Regions from separate parts of the Mus musculus genome. Here region 1 is linked to region 2. Evidence: chromatin contacts called from public HiChIP or PLAC-seq data. All regions are on one chromosome and are shown on one strand. The core of a region is the stretch at or near the end of the contact, and the rest is flanking DNA. Distances in the headings are between cores, read along the strand shown.

Evidence for each region. HiChIP or PLAC-seq counts read pairs in DNA pulled down with a chosen protein or histone mark.
Region 1: an HNF4G HiChIP or PLAC-seq map of pancreatic cancer cells shows a contact between it and region 2. The contact joins the enhancer-like site here to the promoter of Zfp704 in region 2. A contact is called at or near these places in 1 of 39 promoter capture datasets (the HPC-7 cell line), 12 of 484 Hi-C or Micro-C datasets (bone marrow-derived dendritic cells, double positive thymocytes, embryonic stem cells and 1 more), 11 of 115 datasets of contacts at active chromatin or transcription factors (the HPC-7 cell line, embryonic fibroblasts, embryonic stem cells and 3 more) and 5 of 9 other capture datasets (adipose tissue, embryonic stem cells, liver and 2 more).

What each region holds. Positions count from the first base shown.
Region 1 is chr3:9,664,048-9,668,195 of GRCm38.p6, reverse strand. No RefSeq gene overlaps it. Among named protein-coding and RNA genes, the nearest start is that of Gm33169, 3.0 kb to the right of the region's middle. Within about 2 kb of position 2,140, at least 52 of the 459 cell types and tissues checked have an H3K27ac peak or open chromatin away from gene starts, as enhancers often do. A contact at or near this core is called in the HPC-7 cell line, double positive thymocytes, liver and 3 more, where this site is marked.
Region 2 is chr3:9,608,245-9,611,869 of GRCm38.p6, reverse strand. Zfp704 (zinc finger protein 704) reads left to right here and starts at 1,785. Exons shown (of 9, transcript NM_133218.2): 1 at 1,785-2,600. The coding sequence starts at 2,151.

The DNA of each region.
Region 1 (4,148 bases), core at 891-3,390, 56 kb before region 2:
TCTGTCAAAGGGAGTGTTGGCCTCAGTGATGTGAAGGCTTGGGTAAGGTGCTTTCTGTCTGTTCCCAAGGCTGGCATCTGCCCCTGGGGGGTGCGTCAGACCTACTTAGTGACTGTATCAAAACGCACCTCTGACATGATGCTGGATACTAAGCATGGACCGGGTGAAGACGATAATTCCCAAAAACCTTGGGAATGAAACTTTCTAATTCCCCAGGAAGCAAACTGGTCTGCTCAGAGGAAGCCACTGGCAATGGGCAGTTGGTCAGTGACAACCCTGACTTAGGGAGGATGAGTCTGGAGTGGAGTCAGCTCCGGGGACACCTGGCTGGAGGAGATAGCAAGGCCAAAACTTAGCTGGTCTTTGAAACTCTTCAAGGTCTCAGTAAATATAATAAACCTTAGTAACCAATCCAAACTGTACTGATGTCACTGGTTTGCCCTACGGATCATAGTAGAGGCTACTTAATCCTTCTGTAAGTTTCCCTAGCCTTGCATTAAAGGGAGGTTTATAAGCCTTTCTGGTCGTCACCATTTTTGATGACTATCTGACCCCTGCATGTTGCTAATTTCTGCAGAATAAAACATCTTTGTCTTTGCATACTATTTGAGTCTGGGGTCTTCCTTTGGTGATCCTTGGGCCCTAATAGTGACTAGACACAAGAGGGTTTCCCCTTATACTGCCCCATGTTACTAAGGCCTACTCCTGCCCATGCACTAGCCTGTGCCAAAATTCCAGGATGGAAGGACCCACAATGCCATTCATCTGGAGAAAAAAAATCACCAATGGTATCCAAAGAGTGTGACATTCCATAAAAATAAAGCAAGAAGCAGGTGACCTAGTGTCTGTGTGAAGAGACCCAAGTGTCTGACCTCATCACTTCATCTGGGAAAGATGAGAAACTGAAGTCTGAGTACAGTCAGCAAATCTGAAAAGGGAGTGGACTGGGTATGGGTAGTACAGACCTGATGAAGCTGAACTGCAGGGAAAGGCCTGGCCCTTCTTCAGCTGATGTGGCCCTTCCCCTGGGAAATGGCCTGGCTGCTAAGAGTGAACCTGAGGTTTGCCTGCTTGTGTGAACTGAAGCGCACCGAAAAGGTCACACTTGTGGAAGATGCTGTCTCAGGTTAACCCCACACCCCAGCCCCCACCCCGTCCCCTCCTCTGTTGTGTGCAGGCCTGCACCTGTGGAAGTCAGAAAGCAACTTCAGCTGCCTTCCTTGCAGGTCATCTATCTTGTTTTTGTTTGTGTGTTTTTCCAAGACAGGGTTTCTCTGTGTAGCCCTGGCTGTCCTGGAACTCACTCTGTAGACCAGGCTGGTCTCTTATTCAGACATCCTCCTGCCTCTGCCTCCCTGGCAGAGTGCTAGGATTAAAGGTGTTTGTTGGTGGATTGGCTTTTTTAAAACCTGGGTCTTAATGAGGTTGAACTGAGGTCTTCCTGTACCTACTGAGCCCTCTCTGGCCGCATGGTGAACCATTGCCTGGTCCTTGAGGGATGAGAGCTTGCTGGGTTGTGTGGTGATCCTTGCTTAGCTGTTGATGGAACTGTCATCATGCCATGCTTTGCAGCCTGGGCTTCCTGTGTGGCACTGTTCTTCAGGAGAAAGGTTTCCTAGCAGAGATCTGGGCTGGAAGCGAGGCTATGAACCTGCTTTGGCCTTGCTGGTCCCCTGTGTCTCTTGTCTGTAACATGAGGAAGTCACCAAGTATCTCAGTAGGTTCCTGACGGGACCACAGTTCTGAGACTGCTAGTGGTCGAGGAGTACCTTGTGGCTTGATAGAAATGGCAGCGCCCAATGTGATGTACCCCATTTCATTCAGTTTGGGGAACAGGGAAGAGTCAGTGTGAGTGGAGTCACCGTGGAGAAGCTCAGCACTAGTAGGCAAAGATGAATATCCTCAGACGCTACAGCGCTTAAGAGAAGGCCAATCCTTAACTTGCTTACCCACAGCTCGCCAGTTTAGCAGTGTTGAGGAGTACCTTTGCTGTTGAGGGCATGGCGGGGCTGCAGCTGTGGCGGGAAGGTTCTGGCTTTGGGGAACGTGCTTTAAAGAAATCACACTGGTTACATTTTCTTAATTTAGCAGTCAGTTAACCATGACTCATCCTCCGTCTGCTCATGTGACCAGGAAAGTAAATATTGACAAGAAGTCAGCAGATGCCAACCCTCCTCAGACAGAAGGTGGGGGGGGGTGAGCTTGCTTCCTGTTTGCTTTGCTAACAAAATTTCAGGGACCACTCCAACCTCCATTATTGAGTCCTATCTATGTGAAAGAGGGCTGATTGGTCATTTCCAACTCATGACCTGCCTTCTGTCCCCTGCTTTTAGACAAGCCTGGGTCACAATTGTTTTCTTTCAGACCTGGTACATATTTTACACATTCAAGTAGACCTGACCTCCAGATTCTCCCAGCATCCTTCAGTCCCTATCTGGTATATCTTACCCCCAACCCTGAACTTTCCAGCCCAGGGCCTGGGCTGCCCTTCCCACAGAGGCTCCTCCCTATATAATGCAGACTTTTTGGTCTCTCTCCTCTCATTCTCTTCTTTGCTCTGCATGCCTGTCCTTTCTCTCCCCCCACCCACCCTTCCCCACCTCTGACAGTGACTCCCCTGGCCTCACTCTTTGGGTTCAGTGAACTTACCCAAGAGCAGATTCCTAATAAGCCTATCTTTAATATAATCTAACCTGGCTTGAATTGGCTCACTTTACTGGCAGAGAAATAACCTGTCAGATGGTGATGAATAAACAATGCCTTAGTTGCCCCTGACTGCTTTCTGCTGACACTGGGACGAAGTTTTGTTTTGGAGGAACCTAAGAAAACTGGGAGAGTTGGCTGTTCCATTGCTGTCCAGGCTCTGAGGGATCATTTGCAGCTGTAAAGTGAAGGCCCAGCAGACGCATGTGTTGGGTAGGCCTGAGCACCATGCCGAACTGTACCTTGGACCTTTTGGACCTTTCCTGAGTGCAGGTTCTGAGAGAACATCTAGATGTTAGGGGCAGAAGATAAAGTTACGGAGCTTAGGGGGACAGCTTTCTCTTGGTAACTCTTAGGCCCATGGTCTTGGTAGTAGGTGTGTGTGTGTGTGTACCTCAGATAAGATATCTCTGCATCAGAGGCTCCCCTAAAACAAAGGCCTTTGTTCAGGTAGGTCTAACTCTGCCTTCGCTCAGCCGAGAGAGCCCGGAGGGTCCTAGGCCCTAATAGGCTATTGGGGATGGGTAAACGGAGGCAGAAGAAACAATAGATAGAGTGGTAAACCATAAAAGGACAGAGGTGGCCCCCATGTGGCCAGGAAAGAGCAAGCCATCAGGCTGGGAACTCAAGTCCTCCGGGGTTCGCATCATCTAATAGGTTACTTCCACCTGAGAAATGAGCCAATTCAAGCCAGTTCAAATATATTAAATGCAGGTTTCTTGAGAAGCTGTTCTTGGATAAATTCAATGGCCTCAGTGGCCCCAAGAATTGAGGTCAGGGGAGCGGCCTTGGGGGGGGGCGGTGTTGCAGGGGAAGAGAAGGAGACAAAGGACAGAGGGATGGAGAGAGACGGGAGGGAGGAGATAAGGAAAAGAAGAGAGAGGAGAGAGACCAAAATGTCTGGATAATATAGGGAATAGCCTCTGCCAGGCCCTGGCCTGGAAAGTTCAGGGTTGCGGGCCAGGTGTAGGGACTGAGGGATGCTGGGAGAACCTGGAGGCCAGGTCTGCTTTGATGTATAAAATATTCGCCTAGGTTCCTTGTTGTCCAGAGACATGAGCAGAGACAAATGGGTCCTCCTGCTTCCCCCGATGATTGGCTGTGTAACTGTAATTCTGCAGCTGAAGCTCCAAGCAAAATGAATGCAGCCCCCCTCCCCCCTGGTGTAGCTCAGGGCTGGGTGACTATGGGAAAGCCACTCGCTGAGTGTCTCCACGTCCAGATTTCACCTCCAAAACAAAGAGAAAAATTAATCCTTTCCAGTTGTTGAGGTCAAATGGCATTCCAACATTCCTGAACCCTGCCTCTGCCAACTACAGTCAGGAGATGCTCTCGGCCTGTGATGTCCCTACACACAAGTGTTTGAGCTGTCACTGGGCAAGCACCAGTAGACTGACCCATCAGTGCAAGGGACGGAGAAAAAATGGGGGCTAGAGAGACCGCTC
Region 2 (3,625 bases), core at 536-3,035:
GTGTCTCCCCTTCAGTTAACCTTCCACACTCTGTAATCCAGCATCTCTGCTGGGACAGAGACAAGTGCCACTCGGGCAAAATTCCATACAAGTGGCTGGGGGACAGGCTGAGTCTCATGGAGAGGCTTTGTGCCCACTCCTCCTAAGGACAGCCAATCAGCCCGATGGCATGCAAGGATCACAGCTGTTCTGATGACCATGACAGCTGTGCTGTTAGTTGAAACAGTCGATAAGATCTCTTCTGCACCCCTCGTACAGGTCCTTGAGCCACCTGCCCACCTCTGCCAGAGACCCATATACTTAGCTGCCTCTCTCCAAATCATCTCATGAGATCAACCAAGCCACTATCTTCAATCTGGAGGAGAGCAGCTTCGCTCCTTGCCTGGGGCTACTCTTTCTAGGCTCACGGAAACAATTCACTTGCTTCTGGGAGGGTCTAGCTACATCCAAGACACACCCATAAATTACAATGCTCCAGTTAACAAGGTTTGCTCATTCTAATTTCCTGAACAGGATATTTACAGATGAAAAGTTCACTAGAAACGGTGTGTTTTGAATGCACTTTGAGGGAGATAAATTCTGGGGTGGTATCTGAAGTGGGGCAGGGAGTGCATGTGTGCACACCTGCATGTGTGCACACCTCCTCTTCAGACTGTACGCACTTCCAATTTCACTGTGGGGAGGTGTTAGCAGAGCTTTGGGACTCGAAAGGAAGGGCTGACGGAAAGGCATTTCAGAAAGGACGGACAGGACCTGTGGGCCAGTGCCTCACAGGAAGTGAGAACAAGGTGGCTTTAAAACACACCACTATTTTTGGATGTGATTACTTAAAACAGGCATTTTCTGGACGGGTGATCAGTTTCTGGGAGGACAAAGTTCATTTTAGAATCCTTGTCCTCATCCCTCTTTAGCGGTTGGAAGGTACCCCAAATAAACATTTAATGAGCCCCATCACATGTCTAGCAAGCCACGTGATGTTCAATCTCCAAGAACAATGGGCCATGTGGACACCCTTTTACTCAATTGTTGATGAATAAGGCCCTCCTAGCCCTAGCCAAAACCTATAGAATTTAGGGGCATGATCTGGATGCAGAATGTCTGGTTTACTCCCTCCGAAAGCAGCAGTCATTCATAACATGGCAAACTGGCCTTCTGCTAGCTTACATATATAAAAAGCTGAAATAACAATCTTGACCACTTGGTGTGTTGCTTTCTCTAGACTGGGACAGTGCCAGTAGACCAAACCAAGAGCAGAAAGAACACTTTTGGAATTCGGCCCATATCATATCACCAGGTAAGGACCTCAGGTGGAAACTGGAAGAAACACATAGGAGGGCCAAACCTGCACAGAGCTGAGAACATGAGGCAAGGCCTACAACCTGGTGCTCAAAGGAACCTGGTAGAGAGGGCCAGGGAAATGTTGCAGGAATCTCCATGACTGAGGACTCAGGCTGGGAACTGACCCCAAACCTGGGGTTGGCACACCTGGTCGAACTCCACTTGAGCACCAGTGGTCGCCATCTGAGAACCACTCTTGAGCAAATCTCTTAAGCAAACACCTTCCTGCCGTCTAAACCTACGCTTTTCCCACCAGAGGGAGACATGGGCCCAGGGGCAAGGGTGGCCTCAGTGTCCCAGCCAACTGCTGGGAAGCCGGCAGATTTTCAGAGAGCGCGGGTCTGGGGAAAAAAATCCAGTCCGGGTTTTGTCTGAACGGAGACCAGGAAGGCAGCGAGGACTGGGGAAGAGGGGGAGGCGGTGAAGACACGACACAAACAGCTCGCGCCCAGGACACCGCGGTAGGCCCTGAGCGCGCGGGCGCAGGGCCCGGAGAGGCGCGCGCCGGCCCGGCCGCCGGCCGCATGGAGCGCAGCGCAGCCCGCGGCTCCCGGGAGGCGCAGGCGGAGGTAGCGGCAGCGGGAGCAGCGCGCTCGCTCACACCCACCCCCGCCCGCGGCCGGCGCGCCGCCCCGCCGTAGCCGCCGGCGTCCCCGCGGGCCCGGCCAGCGAAGGCGGCGTCCGCGCGTCTGCCAGCCAGCAGCGGCGGCCAGCCCGGGAGGCGGCCCCGCAAGCCCCGCAGCCGCGCGTCTCCGGGCCCAGCCGCAGCCCGCGAGGAGCCCGGCGCTCCGGCCCGCAAGCCCGGCGCAGGCATGCAGGCCAGGCGCCTGGCCAAGCGCCCCAGCCTGGGCAGCCGCCGCGGGGGCGCTGCGCCCGCTCCCGCCCCCGAGGCCGCCGCTCTGGGGCTCCCGCCCCCCGGCCCCAGCCCGGCCGCCGCACCGGGAAGCTGGAGGCCGCCGCTGCCGCCGCCGCGCGGGACCGGCCCCTCGCGCGCTGCCGCCGCCTCGTCGCCGGTCCTGCTGCTGCTGGGCGAGGAGGACGAGGACGAGGAGGGCGCGGGCCGAAGGCGCAGGACGCGCGGGCGGGTAACGGAGAAGCCCCGAGGGGTCGCGGAGGAGGAGGACGACGACGAGGAAGAGGACGAAGAGGTGGTTGTCGAGGTGGTGGACGGCGACGAGGACGACGAGGACGCTGAGGAGCGCTTCGTGCCCCTCGGACCCGGCCGTGCGCTTCCCAAGGGCCCCGCCCGAGGCGCGGTGAAGGTGCGTGCGAGGTGCCGGGGATCGGTGGGGGGCGCAGCGGGCTCGGCGGGGCGCCGGGGCGCCGGGGAGGCCGAGCGCAGCGGCGCGGGCCGGGAGGGGTGTGTCAGGCGGCGGTGGGCAGCGCGCGGAACTGCGGCTCAGCGGCTCAGCGGCTCAGCGGCGCCCGGCGGCCTGTCGGTGCTCAGAGGCCGGGCGGATGCGTGGTCCCGCGTGCCGGTAGGCAAGGAAGGAGCGCTTCTCTGGGCAGGGTGGGGAACTTGGGAGCTGGACGAGGTCGGAGCCCCGATCGGCCTGGCATTGATATTTTATTCTGCTCTGGGGAGGCAGGAGTCTTCCTTCTCTTGTTCAAGCTTCTGGAAACTAGCCAGCAACCTGCAACACCTCCTTTCACCTGAGAACAGTTGTTGGTCGGTTCCATCACAGGCACTTGTGAAGGAGTTGGGAGCCTGTGCAGCAACAACCTAGACCTTGGTTTCCGCGAGCTTTTTGCCCCTCCCCCATCCCCGTGTTTCTCCTCGCCCTCCTTAAACTGGACATCCTAAGCACTTACCCTCCGCCCCCTTAAGATTACAAAAGAGGAAGGCGGGGAAGGTGTTTGTGTTGTGGGGAGAGAGAGGGGTAGCATTTAAAATGAATGTGACTTTCAGCTGAAAAATTTCACCAGGTCCTCATCCGCGCTACCGCAACGAGCGATCTTTCCGTTTTTTTGTATCTTCAGAAGATAAAGGGTTTATTATTACACAACTGTCTGGCTGAGCTTCTAAGCACGCTATTGGACAAAACAAACTGCGTTGAGGTTCATGCACCGTGTATGTTGCTAAGAAGTTTTGAGGGCAGCGAGTGGCAAGCAATGGAGAGTGTTTGCTTTTTCGCCAGTGTTTTTTTTTTTTTTTTTTTTTTCTGTTTTCTGTTTTTTCGAGACAGGGTTTCTCTGTGTAGCCCTGGCTGTCCTGGAACTCACTTTGTAGCCCAGGCTGGCCTCGAACTCAGCAATCCGCCTGCCTCTGCCTCCTGAGTGCTGGGAT